Regions from separate parts of the Mus musculus genome. Here region 2 is linked to region 1. The links are chromatin contacts, called in public promoter capture Hi-C maps. All regions are on one chromosome and are shown on one strand. The core of a region is the stretch at or near the end of the contact, and the rest is flanking DNA. Distances in the headings are between cores, read along the strand shown. Region 1 holds the start of Hoxc5 (homeobox C5). Region 2 holds the start of Gm28876 (a long non-coding RNA gene).

Region 1 (6,265 bases), core at 1,767-4,266:
GACAGCAAACAGGCATGGCTCCCACACTGATCTATACAGCTCTTATTCCAGTTAACTGTCCTTCATTGGCTTAGACCCTAGAAGACAGGGAGCAGTCTGTATGTTTTCTCTAAGGCAGGCACACACTGCAGGTTGCATTCACTGTCTCCTTAGTCCCCCTTGCCCCATCCCATATCTTAGAAGGCTGAAGAACATCTCAAACCGTGGCCATTTCTCCTTCCCCAACACCTCTTTACCAAGCAGCACCTACTATTGCTGCGAATCCTTCTGGCATCTAGACAGAGGACTCAACCTTTCTTCTATGTCAGAAAGGACCTACAAGGATGACCTAGACCCAGAAGAGCCTGAATCTAAGTCAGTGGAGCCACAGAGCTACTATTCTCTGGCATAAAGTACAGACTACAGTCTAGAAGCTTCAAGTCTCAAGTTGTTTTAGCCAACGTTGAGAATAGGATATAGAAAAGTCTGGGTAACTTAGACACACACAGCAAGTGGAAACAACAGTACAGGAGTCCTCAAGTGTACTCCCCTTCACCCCAGAGGCCCTTCTTGGAACCATGAATCAAGAAAAGAACTCAGTTCCATTGTTCCCTATTCTTGCTGCTCCTAAAGGTGTTTAAAAATATTTTTTAAGGGATGGTTTAAAGACTGGGCCTCCCAATACATCTCAGAGCCTATTTAGACACATCAATTCAATGCATGCCCTAAACAGACAGAAGTAATTGAATCTTTAGTCCTGTTCTTTTTCTGGCTTTATTTGATATGACAAAATATAGTTTCAGGAAGGGCTTGGAGTCAATAAATAGTTGGGCAACTGCAATGGGGCAGGAAGGTGAGAAAGTCATGGCAAGATATATAGGATAGCAAAAAGCCTCAAAGAACAACTTGCTAGGGTCCAAAGACAAGAGACCCCAATAGTTGAGCTAGCTAGCAGGCTGGAACTGTGAACCTGAGAGTGCATGCAGCAAGCCAGGCTAGGGAAGTTCCCGGGCTTTGGGAAGGGGATTGGAAGGTATAGAGAGCATAGGACAACCTCCGGGGTTACAGGCCCACTTTCACTTATCTCCCTCTTTCATATGCAAATAATTAATGAGCAAAGACAGTTTAGAAGTTACAAAGGTTAGTTGAAAGCACCCCGATTCTAGCTAGTCATAGCCTCTGCCTGGCACAACCAGCCTTCAGCAGGCTGGTCAGCCTAGGCAGGAACAAAGAAGAGGGTGAGGCGGAGGTCGGGGAGAAGGGGTTACAGTCAGTCTGTCTCACCTTAACTCAGGCTAGCTGAACTAGGGCTCGGAGCCGAGAGAGGCAGCCCAGGCTGAGACTTATCCAGTACCCGCCCTACAAGAATGTGCCCCGGGCCTGGGGTGCTCAGCTGAGCTGAGGCAAGACAGGCAGTGCAGGCGGTCCTGCGGAACCCTGGGTCGATGGGGATTCGGAATGCCAAAGAAATGCGCTTTTGTCTGGGAGGCCCGGAGCCAGTGCTCTAGCCTCCGCCTCAAAATCTAGAAGGAGGAAAACCGAAAAGGAAGGGCGCAGGGACCACAGCAGACCGGGGTGCTCTCTGAGGGCTCCCTGCTTCCTCTAAAGAGCTTCTTTGCTCTTCATTTTGGAATCTTTCTTCCACTTCATCCTGCGGTTCTGGAACCAGATCTTGATCTGTCTCTCGTTGAGACACAAGTTGTTGGCAATCTCTATGCGCCTGCGGCGAGTGAGGTAGCGGTTAAAATGGAATTCTTTCTCGAGTTCCAGGGTCTGGTAGCGCGTGTAACTGGTTCGGGACCGCTTGCCATCCGTCTCTGGAACATAAATTCCCCCAAACCAGGGAGGGATGAATAGCGTGCAGCACTCCAACGTCCCACCCTAGTCCCAGGCCCCACCCGTGGTCGGAGGGAGTAGAGGTGAGCGCGGTGGGACAGGCCAGAAGGGCCGCAGGCGGGCAGGCCCGGTCCCGGGAGAAGCGCCTCCGCCTGGGCAGGAAACTTTCCACCGCCGCCTTCACTCTGCGGCCGGAGGGGCTGAGGGGGGATGGGGGGAAGAGGGAGACCCAGGCTCGGACCGAACAATAAGCACCCTCGAGATCCGAGCACCGGGGACCCCCCTCCCGCCCCTCCCGAGTCGCTGGAATCCTCCGGAGCCGCGAGCACTGGCCGAGCCGGCTCCGCAGGGGAGGGAGGGAGGGAGCCGCGGGGGGATCCCCACTCTGGAGCCCCATGCTCCTCACCCTTCAGATCCCTCTATTTTTTTAACTCCCTCCCTCTCCCCCCAAAATTGAATATTGCCTTTTATACACGTTTTGTTCCTATGATCCAATTATGTCGTCGTAAATTTGGGCGCACACAGCCTCTAAGCCTTTTAGTGGACAGTTTTACGAGCCATTGATGCCTGGATCGTAAAATTTATGGCCGCAGGTTTTTTTTCTTTATTTGCCCCGCATGGCCTATAAAACCCAGGCGGACCCGAGCGCGCAAAATGAAGTCCTAAAGTTTACCGTGGCTCATGTGCAGTTTGGTCATCCACGGGTAAATCTGTGGCGGGGCCGGTGGCTGGCTCAGTCCGGCAGGCTGCCCTGTCTGCGCCTGCTCCTCTTTGATCTCCCCACTGCTCTTAGCTCGCTCCTCCAGCGCCGGGCGAGCCGCCTTCTGACTGTACATCCCAGGGTTCAGAGGAGCCGCTTCGTCTCTGCCCAGAGCGTGTCCCGGAGCGGCCGCGGCGCTGCAGGCGGGGCGGTCGGGGTGAGCCCGGGGGTTGGCAGCCATGTCTACCCCGTGGAGAGAGTTGGAAGGCGCAGGCGGTGGGAAAGTGATGCTTAAGTCCAATCCGCCGTAGCAGTACCTGGATGCCTGCACCTCTGAGGCCGATCCATAGTTCCCACAAGTTTGCATGTTATAGGCAGGGATATTGGGGCTCTGCTTATAGAATGAATTGGCTACGTAGGAGCTCATGGCGGGGAGGGCCCAAAAAAAATTTCTGCACCCTTTTTGATTAAGGGTGATTTGTGACTCTTTGAAGTTGAGGGGGTTTTTGTTCTCCAAAGTGCACAATTTATAGGTGGAGATATCTCTTTCTTTATCCTATGCGCTCTTCCCAAATAAGGGAGCCTTAAATAGAGTCACGTGACTGGAGCGGCCACTCATAAATTTGGCTTGATGACCTCCGGGAGGTTAGTGATGGAAGCCGGCGAAACGCATCTTGATATGTTGGCAAAGCCCGGGGGTTGGGGGGGGGGGGATGAAAGAGAAAGAGAAGCAAGGGGGAGGAAAAAAAAATGGTTCTTGGAATTGGGGGGTAGTCGGGACAACGAGCTCACAGCGACACCTGGTGCCGACTCGGAGGAATTTCATCTTGTAGCATCGCTTGGCCTTCTAGCAGTCAGTTTGTGGAGAAGTTGTTGCTTGTTGGACAAACTAACCCATTGAGCTTGTCTTTAAAATTCTGCTTAAAATTGAGAAAGGATGAGGCCTTATTTATGAATTACACCGGTGGTTTTTGAAACGAATAGTGCCAGTTCCCTACCTCCAGAGCCTTCCAAACTTCAATGATGACTGAGAAAGAGAGTTGGGGTAGCTAAAGCCCAGCGTGGAGAGCCAGGAGGACATATCTTGGGTTACCTAAACTAAAGGTCAAGGTCTCTTGCTTGGGAGGATTGAACTCAGTTTTGATAAAGAGAAGCTTGTCTTGTATGCTTGGAAAAATTAACCTCTGGGAGGTAGGCAGGATACCCAAGAGGAGAGAGGGTTCCTGAATGAGCAGAAGCAGCAGACAGGTCCTGAGGCTGAGAGTCCTAGGTACTCTCTGGGATGTGACTGGAGGTGAGGGGCCAGGTGAACTTGGGTAGACTTCACAATGTTAGGAACCCTAACATGTTGCAAGAGGCAACATTCCTATGCATGTAACTAGACACAATGAACTGGAGGGCCCTTCTACAGCTCTGTGTGGTCTTCATGTGGTACCATGAGAATGCCAGATATTTCAGATGACCCCCAAGAGCATAGAGGGGCAAGATTGAAACCTCCACAAATATTATGAGCAAGGCAGAGATAAAAGTCTGCTTTTGTTCTTTTAGAGGTAAGCTCTTAGCCCAGGTTTCAAGATAGAAGGCTCATGGGGAGGTGGGTGGGCAGGCAGGGAGTCGGGCAACCCAGACACAGTCTTTGGCCAGGGTTTCTTCAACCTTTGGGTCCTATCCCCTTTCTTAGTCCCAGACCCTACTCTTTACTGCCCACATTTCCTCAGGAACTGAGGAACTCTCAGTCTCTGCCAGAACTCTCCCCCCAACCCCCGCTGGCCGAGGATCTGGAGGAGGGGGGCGGTGGCAGGGACCTGGAGAGTCTGGAAAACTCAGACCGATTTTTCCCCCTCCGGGAGACCTCCCACCCACACTTCTTCCCCTAGGCCCACTCAGGTTTCTATGCTGAGCCTTGGGGAAAGAAGGCTGGATCTGAAAAAGGGTTAGGGTCCTACTGTGCCCCTCATGCGCCAGGTTTGAGGAGAGAAGAGGCAGGAACCAGATAGGCTGGGCTGTAAGGAAGAAGGACTTTTGTCTGGCGGGTCAGGAGTCTCAGAACAGGCCAGAACTCAGTTTCCAGTCTTTCTCTTTCCAGTCGTCCTTGGATCGCTCAGTCTCTGCGGACGGACTCCTGAGGTCCTTGGATTGCCAGGGAGCCTCAGCCAGGTTTCACAACAGCCGGCCTGGCGGGCTGGAGGCATGCTTGCTAGTTCTCCTTCTCCCCATTCTGCTGGCAGTGGGTGGGAGCGACCCTAGTGCTCGGATCAGGCTCCTTTTCTTGCATTTTGGGCTCAGGGCTCAGAAGCCGAAGATCCCTGGCTGCTACAGGCAGGAAGAAAGGCCCGCGTGGGGCTTGGAGCCCAACCCGGCTCACTCAAGCTTCCCCGCCCCCAGCGAAAGTCCAGGCGGCCCCTTTCCTCTTTTTCTTTTCCGGGGTGTGTGCTGTTCCGTGTAGGGAGGGTCCCAGAGGCCTCTCAGAACCCCATCTCGGTCAGGAGAACCCGGAGACAGAGGCTCAGCGCCTGGCTGCAGGGCAGGCGAGTGCGGAGGGCTGGGGGCTTTGCAAGCTGCAGGCCGCGCGAGAGCTCTGCTGGCAAGCCAGCGGGCGGGAGAAAGAGCAGACAGGCGGATTATAAACTTTTAAAAATAATATCAGTTTTATTAAATATTCGAGAACGGATCCAGAGGTCGGATTTATACAGGAGGATAACACGTAGGGGGTTATTTCTTTATTTATTTTCTCCTACTGGCTAAACAAACGTCATTCACTTTTTTTCTCTTTTTGTTATTTTCCCTCTTTTTTTTTTAAATCCTTTTTTAAATGAGATAGGAACACTGACGGTGCTAAACATAAATATAAATACAGAGACCACAAATACAGCTAGAAATATTCACACAGAAACGGTCACAGTTCGAAATATGCCATAATGACCCCCAGGAATCTTTAAATACAATTTGCCTGGACTGGGCATTTGCTGGGGCAGAGGGACCGGGCAGGGACTGGGGAGAGGCCCTGGGGGTTGTTGCAGGGCCAAGGCGCGCCCTCCTGAGGCCTCCTGCCCTCCGGCTGTCAGGCCGGGCCCTGAGGCCCCCGAGTGGAGGCCCCAGGCCCTGGAGCCAGCTCTCTGCGCCGGAGGGCGGGGGTGAAGGGCGTCGGGGGTGGGGAGGGAGCCTAGGGCTCACTTGGAGAGACATCTGAGGAGTCTGAAGCGAGGTTCAGGTCTCCTAGGCCTAGGCGAGGGAAGGGGCCTGCAGACAAGCCAGGAAGAAGCTAGCGAGGGAGCTAGAGGAAGAGACGAGTGAAGAGTTGTGCAGTGAGGGAGGGGGTCCAAAGCTGACTTTTAGGTCCACGTCTGACTCCCTGTTTTGTTTTAGGAAGTCACAACACATCATTGTGCCAGAGATAAATACAGAGTGTGTGATTCGGGGAGCTGGGATGAGCAAGGGAGAAGAGAGGGGTGCAAGGACAGTCCTGGTCACTCTTTCTGCTTCTCTTCTTCTGTCTCTTCTCGCTTTTCCTCTTTTCCTCCCAGGCTGTCGGCGGTTGCCCCTCCGCCACCCCCTGAGAGTGTGGACGTGAGATTAGATTCTTTTTTCCACTTCATGCGGCGGTTCTGGAACCAGATTTTGATCTGTCGCTCGGTCAGGCACAGAGCATTGGCGATCTCGATGCGCCGGCGCCGAGTTAGGTAGCGGTTGAAGTGAAATTCCTTCTCCAGTTCCAGGGTCTGGTACCGAGAGTAGATCTGGCGGCCGCGC
Region 2 (6,265 bases), core at 1,100-3,599, 93 kb before region 1:
CAGGTTTGTTCACCACAGCTTGCCCACAGAATTATGTGCCACCGACACAAACATACAGCCTGGCAGGGACCAACAAGTATCTTGCAGAAAGTAGAAAGTAAAGCCTTTATCCCGTTGTGGTCCAGGGTGCTGTTCAAAGAAGCCTCCAGTGACTGTCAGGGTGAGGCCAACATCAGCCATGAACACAGTTGTCCCCCCACTTAGAGTCCCTCTACAGGACTGGAGAACACAGGTTTCCTTGGGGAACAAATCTAGAATAAATAGCATATTTTCCTACCAGAGCCCCGGAAGCACAGTAGGCTCACCTCTGTTTGTCTGAAAGGCTCTGCTGGGATTTGAGGTGCTGTGGTGCCAGCACTAAAGGGTTGGCTTTCTTGGAATACAGTCCTGCTTTAATGGAGAGAAGGCTACATCTTCTGGCCTGTCTACCGTCCCTGAAGCTGTATAGAAGCCCAGGACAGAAAAGGTATGTGACATAGAGATATTTTGTAGCCTTGGACTGGATAAAAGCAAATTTGGAGGGAACACGGGATTAACATAGTGCAGAACCCAAGGATCCCAAGGAGAGGGTACAAAGGTCCAAGCGAGAAGGGGAAGACTATGGGTGGATGTAGAGTGTCTGTGTCCATCTGGAAGGGGAGGGAAGAGGAAGGCAGCAGTGAAAAGAAAAGAAGAAATTAAAATGAAGGCCCTGAGCCTGCTAAAGACTGCCAGATTAATACAAAGGGTGGGAGAAGCACTGTGTGGGCTGAGAAGGGCTAGCAGGCAGTGGCCGCCCAAGGGAAGAGCCCCAGAGAGACAGTCTGTCTTTAGGAAAGGTGGGGAGGAAGGCAGGCAGGAGAGGAGCTGCATAGGAAGGCCCTGCCCACTGGGCCGCACGGAGGGTGAAGACTGGACCTGCTTCTCTCTCTTCTGGTTCCAAGCCAGGGTTTTAGCCCCCACCAGCCTCCCTGAGCCCAGGGCTAAGGCTGACAGGACTGCAGCTTCTCTGGGCCCTGGGTAGATTTGAATAATTAAGTCATCTGGATTCTTATGATTTACCATTTTCAATGATAAATAGACAGCGCCCAAGCCAGCCAGTTGGCAAAACTCTGGCTGCTAGTTATAATCTGTCAAGCTGCCAGCAGATTCATGTTTTATGCTAATGGAGAGAGGCTCATTGACTAGGGGTGGCTGCGACCGGGTCAGCTCTTTCCTCAGGCACCCCAGAGGTCGAGAGGTCGGAGAAGAAGGGTTGAGGCTGATATGGATTTTCTGTAAGGGTCAGTGTAATTTTGTAATAATTCAGCAGTGCACACAAACTGGCACACAGAGGGTCACGTATGCAGAGATATGTTCAGGCCTCATACACCCACATCACCCTCCACGTACTGGCAGTTGGACCTGTACAGGCCTTTGGGCTTGGGGCGGGCACCTAAGATAGGACTGGGTCCACTTGTCCACCTCTGCAACCATCTTGAACACGCACACCCTGTGTTCACCTTCAGAGGTGCAATTATACCAAGATAAACTTATAGATATATTCGTCAGCCTGGAGAAACGGATGACATCACCCCCACACTCATGTGCCTGCACTGTGACGGAACAGTCTGCATTACAAAGCTGAGAGGTAACCAGGACCTCCATTCCTTTTCCACCCATTCCATACCCTTTACTTCAGGGCATGAAAGCGCCAAGTCCCGGAAAAAGCAGCGGGCTGTGTGTCACCCTGCCGACTAGGGTGGCAGGGACAGATCTGAGAAGACATGAGAGCCCGACACCTGACAAATGCAAAGACTGCCGTGAAAATCAGTTGACAGACACCAAATTTGTCTTTTTTTTCCCCATCTGTTTATTTGTGTATCTATCCACAACACACGGAGGTCTCAGGGTGGCAAAGATCTTCCTATCCTCGAGGCACTCCGAGGTAAAGGCGGTGCTTTGCCTGTGATGAATACTGAAGAAAATATTAACAGAGCAGACAGCTGCAGCTACTGGCCTGAAAAATGGGCCAAATTGCTCATTTTCCCTCCTAGGTCTCCACCTCAACAAATGTGGATATCATTGCTGGCTTGAGGGGTCTAAGAACAGGTCTAGGTCTGGGTGAAGACCTCCTGCTCCTGGATGTGGAAATCCTGGCCTTTGGTGTGATAGGATATGCTAATTCCAGACCAAATTAAAAGAGCCTGGCCTCTCTTCTGACCCCCAGGTGCCCTCGCGACAGATCAATGTGTGCAGGGAAAACGGAGAAGAAGGCAGCTGCCCTTCTGCTGAGAAGAGAATTTGAATTTTCATTGACTATGAGCAGGACTGGAAGCTGCAGGTCCTTCCTCCCGGCAGCTTTGAGGCTGACAGGAACAGGGCACAGGGAGAGATGAGCAGAGCGGGGTTAAACATTCATTTTCCAGGTCCGAGGAGGGGCGAGGACAAACCACACACAAAACAGAACTGCGAGGAGCTCAAAGGAGGTGGGAAGCCACTCAGCTTCGCTCCTCATGGCTGTTCAGCCTGCTGAGGTCCTGAGTCCTTCAAAGCAGATGAGGGATGAGGAAGTGAGTGTGGGCTCATCCTTTCCACAGTCACCTGGATTGAGCCTTTCTTGGGGGGTTGGTGTAGACAATGAGGGGAATCCACATTCTGATGTTCAGGGGTCAGAGTCTGCTAGGCTAGTGGGAAACACAACCTCCCAAACACACAAAGAATAGGGAAATGTGCTTTTCGTTTTTAGAAAGTTTAAGGTTTTAATTTGTGATACTGACCCTCATCCCCAGAGAGCAGTAACCTTGGGGACACCAGCACCTCTCTCCCAGAAACAGGGATGGAGTGGAAATGGAAAATGCAGAATTGTCTACAGTGAGTTAAGGCTATAAAGGTCAAAGTCACAACTGGTACCCTGCCCCTGGTTAGCAAATCCCCGGGCTTCTCACTTAGGGCCTCTTCTTTGAATCCCTGTATTTGCATCCTCATTATAAACTCCAGACAGAGGCAGAGTGTATGCCAGCCAGCCTCAGGGTCTCAGAGCAGGGCCTGCTGGGATACAAAAATCAAGAGTCCTGGCTCAGCATAGACAAAGGGGGAAAGAACACCAGGAAAAAAAAACAAAAAACAAAAACAAAGGCGGGGGGTGGGGGGGTGGGAGGAGAGGGAGGAGGAGGAGAGGAGAGGGAGGGGGAGGATTGGAGGAAAGAAGAGGGGCAACGTTATAGGAAGTGCTGGACAGAGGCCTCTTTGAAGAGGGTACTGTGAAGATTTTACTGAACCAGCTTACCTCTCTAGCTGTTGAGTTGGGGGATTTCTCAGCCAATGATCAAGGGTTACACTGCTCTTGGAAGACCTGACCCAATGACTTATCCCATCCCACTTTGGGGGAAACAAAGGAGATGTACTTTTATCTTATTTTTGTAGTGCTGAGGATTGAACCCCAGGACCTCACAAGTACTCTCACACACACAAATGTACAAATGAACCTGAATCATACACATAGACATATATTATATACACACAAAGAAACCTGAGTCACAACACGGAGAAGGGGATAGCTCAGTGGGACAGCACCTGCCTAGCATGCATGAGATATTGGGTTTGAGCCTCAACACCAAAACAAACAAAACAAACCTTGAATCTAATTGGGCAGTTTCCACAGGAGCACTGAGGACAAGGCATAGGTAATGTAGTACAGGCCCAACAGGCAACAAATACCAAGTTGATTCTTCTCCAAGCAGAGTCTAGAGTCATTTTGACAACTCATCCCTTGTATGGGTTCTGTAAATTACCCCATGCACCAGAGACTTGCTCGGCTCAGAGACTGGCCCTATGCCCTTTCTTACACAGAATTCATTCTTTAGTTCCTCCAGAGTTTATAAACTTCATACCAAACTCCTCTCAAATGAATCTCACCTATCCAAGCATGGGGAAACCCCTTAACCTTGTAGTCTTTTGGGGTAACTGATGGAAACGAGTGTAGTAAAGAATTTGCTAAGGATAGAAAAGTTTTCTTTAAGCAGTATATGGTGGTTTATGCCTGTAAATTTCAGCACTCAAAAGGGTAAAGCAGGTAAAGTAGTCTGCTATGAGTTCAAGGACATCATGAACTACATAGGAAGTGCCAGGCCAGCCTAGGCTTTAGAGTGAGACCTTGTCCCAGAAACAACAAAATCAAGGTTTTTCTTCTTATCAATGAAGAAAACAAAGATTCCCCTCTCCTACCTGGTGGAACAGGCCCCCTCCTCTTCCTTTTCCCATGTACCTATTAAGGAAGTCAAAACTGCTGAGCAACCTTGTAGTGCAAAAGGCATATTTGACAGGTGATCAAACCAAGAAGCAGGGTCACGGAGGTGAAGCACCCAGAGCCCAGAGCAGGGTGGCCCAGTGTGATGATTCCCTTTGGCATCAGGGTCAAGACAGAGCACTGTGGTCCTCAGGCTTTGGCCTACACTTGTTCAGCAACATCATCTTGGCTGGGTGATGGAGCACTGCAAGCCAGTGAGATGGGCTGGGAATGAATCTCTCTCTCTCTCTCTCTCTCTCTCTCTCTCTCTCTCTCTCTCTCTCTCTCTGTGTGTGTGTGTGTGTGTTTTATCCCTCATTTTAACACAAAACCAAACCAAACCCAAATGAGCCAGATTCTGCCTCTCCATTCTGCCCTCTGCCAATATTTCTTTTCTATATGCTTCCTTCCTTCCTGGTCTCTCAGAGTCTCTTCCTCTGGCTGGGCACTTGGGATTTTACAGGCATGCAGACACATTTTTTTCCTGCCCGCCCAGTCTCTTGTCTTTGTTGTTCTGCATTTTCCTGGCACATCTTGCTATCTTTCTTTGTTTCTAAGTCTATCCTACAGTGTACAGATGGCATCAACGGACCCTTCCCCAGAGGAAGGCCTGGTCAGCACCCACCTACCCACCCTTCACACTGTTCTTTCTCAATTCCCCTCAGATTGGGACCCTATTCCTGGGTGTCCCCTTACTTAACATGTCCCAGTGGGTGGGACTCACTATAGGCTTAGGAAAGCTGTTCTAAACTGTTTGTGGCTCCATCAATCCTAAGAGAAAAAAGAGCATGAGGGGAATGCAAAGAGAAAAGGAGAGACAGGCCCCACATTGGGGGTGAGTGGGGGTGTTGAGGAGACAGAAGCAAAGGGAGCAGATTAATTGAAGGGGGAGGGGGAAGCCAATGACCCTGTGCTTTTCTCTGAAAAGCTTTGGTTTTGGTTTTGGTTTTTCCCAGAGTGCTAGGATTGCAGGCATGAGCCATCACCAACCCTAACCCTAACCCTAACCCTAACCCTAACCCTAACCCTGATCACACTCCTATTTGAATGCCACTCCCTTGGTGCCTACCTCTTTAGGGTTCCTCTCAAAGTCCAGATTTAGCCAACCACGGCAAACTTATTCTAGGCAGTTACTCCACTCCCAACTCCAACCCCCTACCCCACATCCCGAAGCTGTTCTAACCTGGTCTGGGAGAACCCAGTTCCTGGACAAAGCATCCCCTCCCCCACAGATGCTCCAGTCTAAGTGGGGCCTAGTGGCCTGCAGGGCCAGAGACACCATTCGATCCAAGTAACCCACTGCCCTTCCCCCAAATTGCTCCAAATGCAATTTTTAGTTTTTGCATTTACATTTAGCCTGATTCATCCAGCCTCAGGTTCCCAGAGGACCCTGACCTAAAAACCTCAAGTGCAGGTACACCCCGGGTACCAGTTAGGTGACCATTCACACTGCACTTTCGATGGCCTGCCTGACCCACTACCCCTTAAACCACCTGCCGTCCTGCGCTCTAGTCCGGCTCCAACGTAGCTCTCTGAAGGACTTCTGATCTTAACTCCCTTTGAAAACCTTCTCATCTCTTCCTGTAGGGTATCTCTCCTTTCCCTAGTCTCCTTGGGGTACTGGAGACTGCAGGAAGGTTGTAGGTTATAGAGCCAGAAGGGGGAGGGAAAGTTGCATACACCCTAGAAAAATGGGTCTCTGAGTCAAACTAGATTAGAAACAATAGTAAAGGCACTGTGAGTGTTCCATCTTGCACCTCTCCTAAATTAAAATCAGTAGAGGGATCCCAGAAAAGGCTGGGCCTTATCCCACCTACATCCCAGCACTGCCAGAAACTCTCTGGGGGTCCTCTCCCTTTCTGTGGATCTGTTCCTGGGGAAGTCCAAGGGTCCCTAAGGCCTATTGGGACGAAAAGGTTTGGGATTATTAGGTTCTTTGGATGTACTTAGTCCAGACCCTGGAGCTAGCAATACCGCACCACCCCTTACCTAAAACCTCAAACCCCAACTCTGTTTTCC

What was found. Promoter capture Hi-C pulls out the DNA fragments that hold promoters and counts their contacts.
Region 2: a contact with region 1 is called in a promoter capture Hi-C map of liver. The contact joins the enhancer-like site here to the promoter of Hoxc5 in region 1. A contact is called at or near these places in 13 of 39 promoter capture datasets (the C10 cell line, the HPC-7 cell line, cranial neural crest and 9 more), 3 of 15 datasets of contacts at CTCF or cohesin (the G1E-ER4 cell line, the NIH/3T3 cell line and large pre-B cells), 22 of 484 Hi-C or Micro-C datasets (the C2C12 cell line, the G1E-ER4 cell line, LSK cells and 15 more), 14 of 115 datasets of contacts at active chromatin or transcription factors (craniofacial prominence, embryonic basal ganglia, embryonic hindbrain and 7 more) and 5 of 9 other capture datasets (adipose tissue, embryonic tail, liver and 2 more).

What each region holds. Positions count from the first base shown.
Region 1 is chr15:103,010,759-103,017,023 of GRCm38.p6, reverse strand. It overlaps Hoxc5 (homeobox C5), which reads right to left and starts at 3,016. Exons shown (of 2, transcript NM_175730.5): 1 at 2,489-3,016; 2 at 1-1,796. The coding sequence starts at 2,942. The coding sequence ends at 1,582. Mir615 (microRNA 615) reads right to left here and starts at 2,114; the gene lies at 2,023-2,114. Hoxc6 (homeobox C6) reads right to left here. Exons shown (of 2, transcript NM_010465.2): 2 at 5,143-6,265. The coding sequence ends at 5,983.
Region 2 is chr15:103,103,100-103,109,364 of GRCm38.p6, reverse strand. Gm28876 (a long non-coding RNA gene) reads left to right here and starts at 4,967. Exons shown (of 3, transcript XR_875698.3): 1 at 4,967-6,265. Within about 2 kb of position 2,349, at least 3 of the 459 cell types and tissues checked have an H3K27ac peak or open chromatin away from gene starts, as enhancers often do.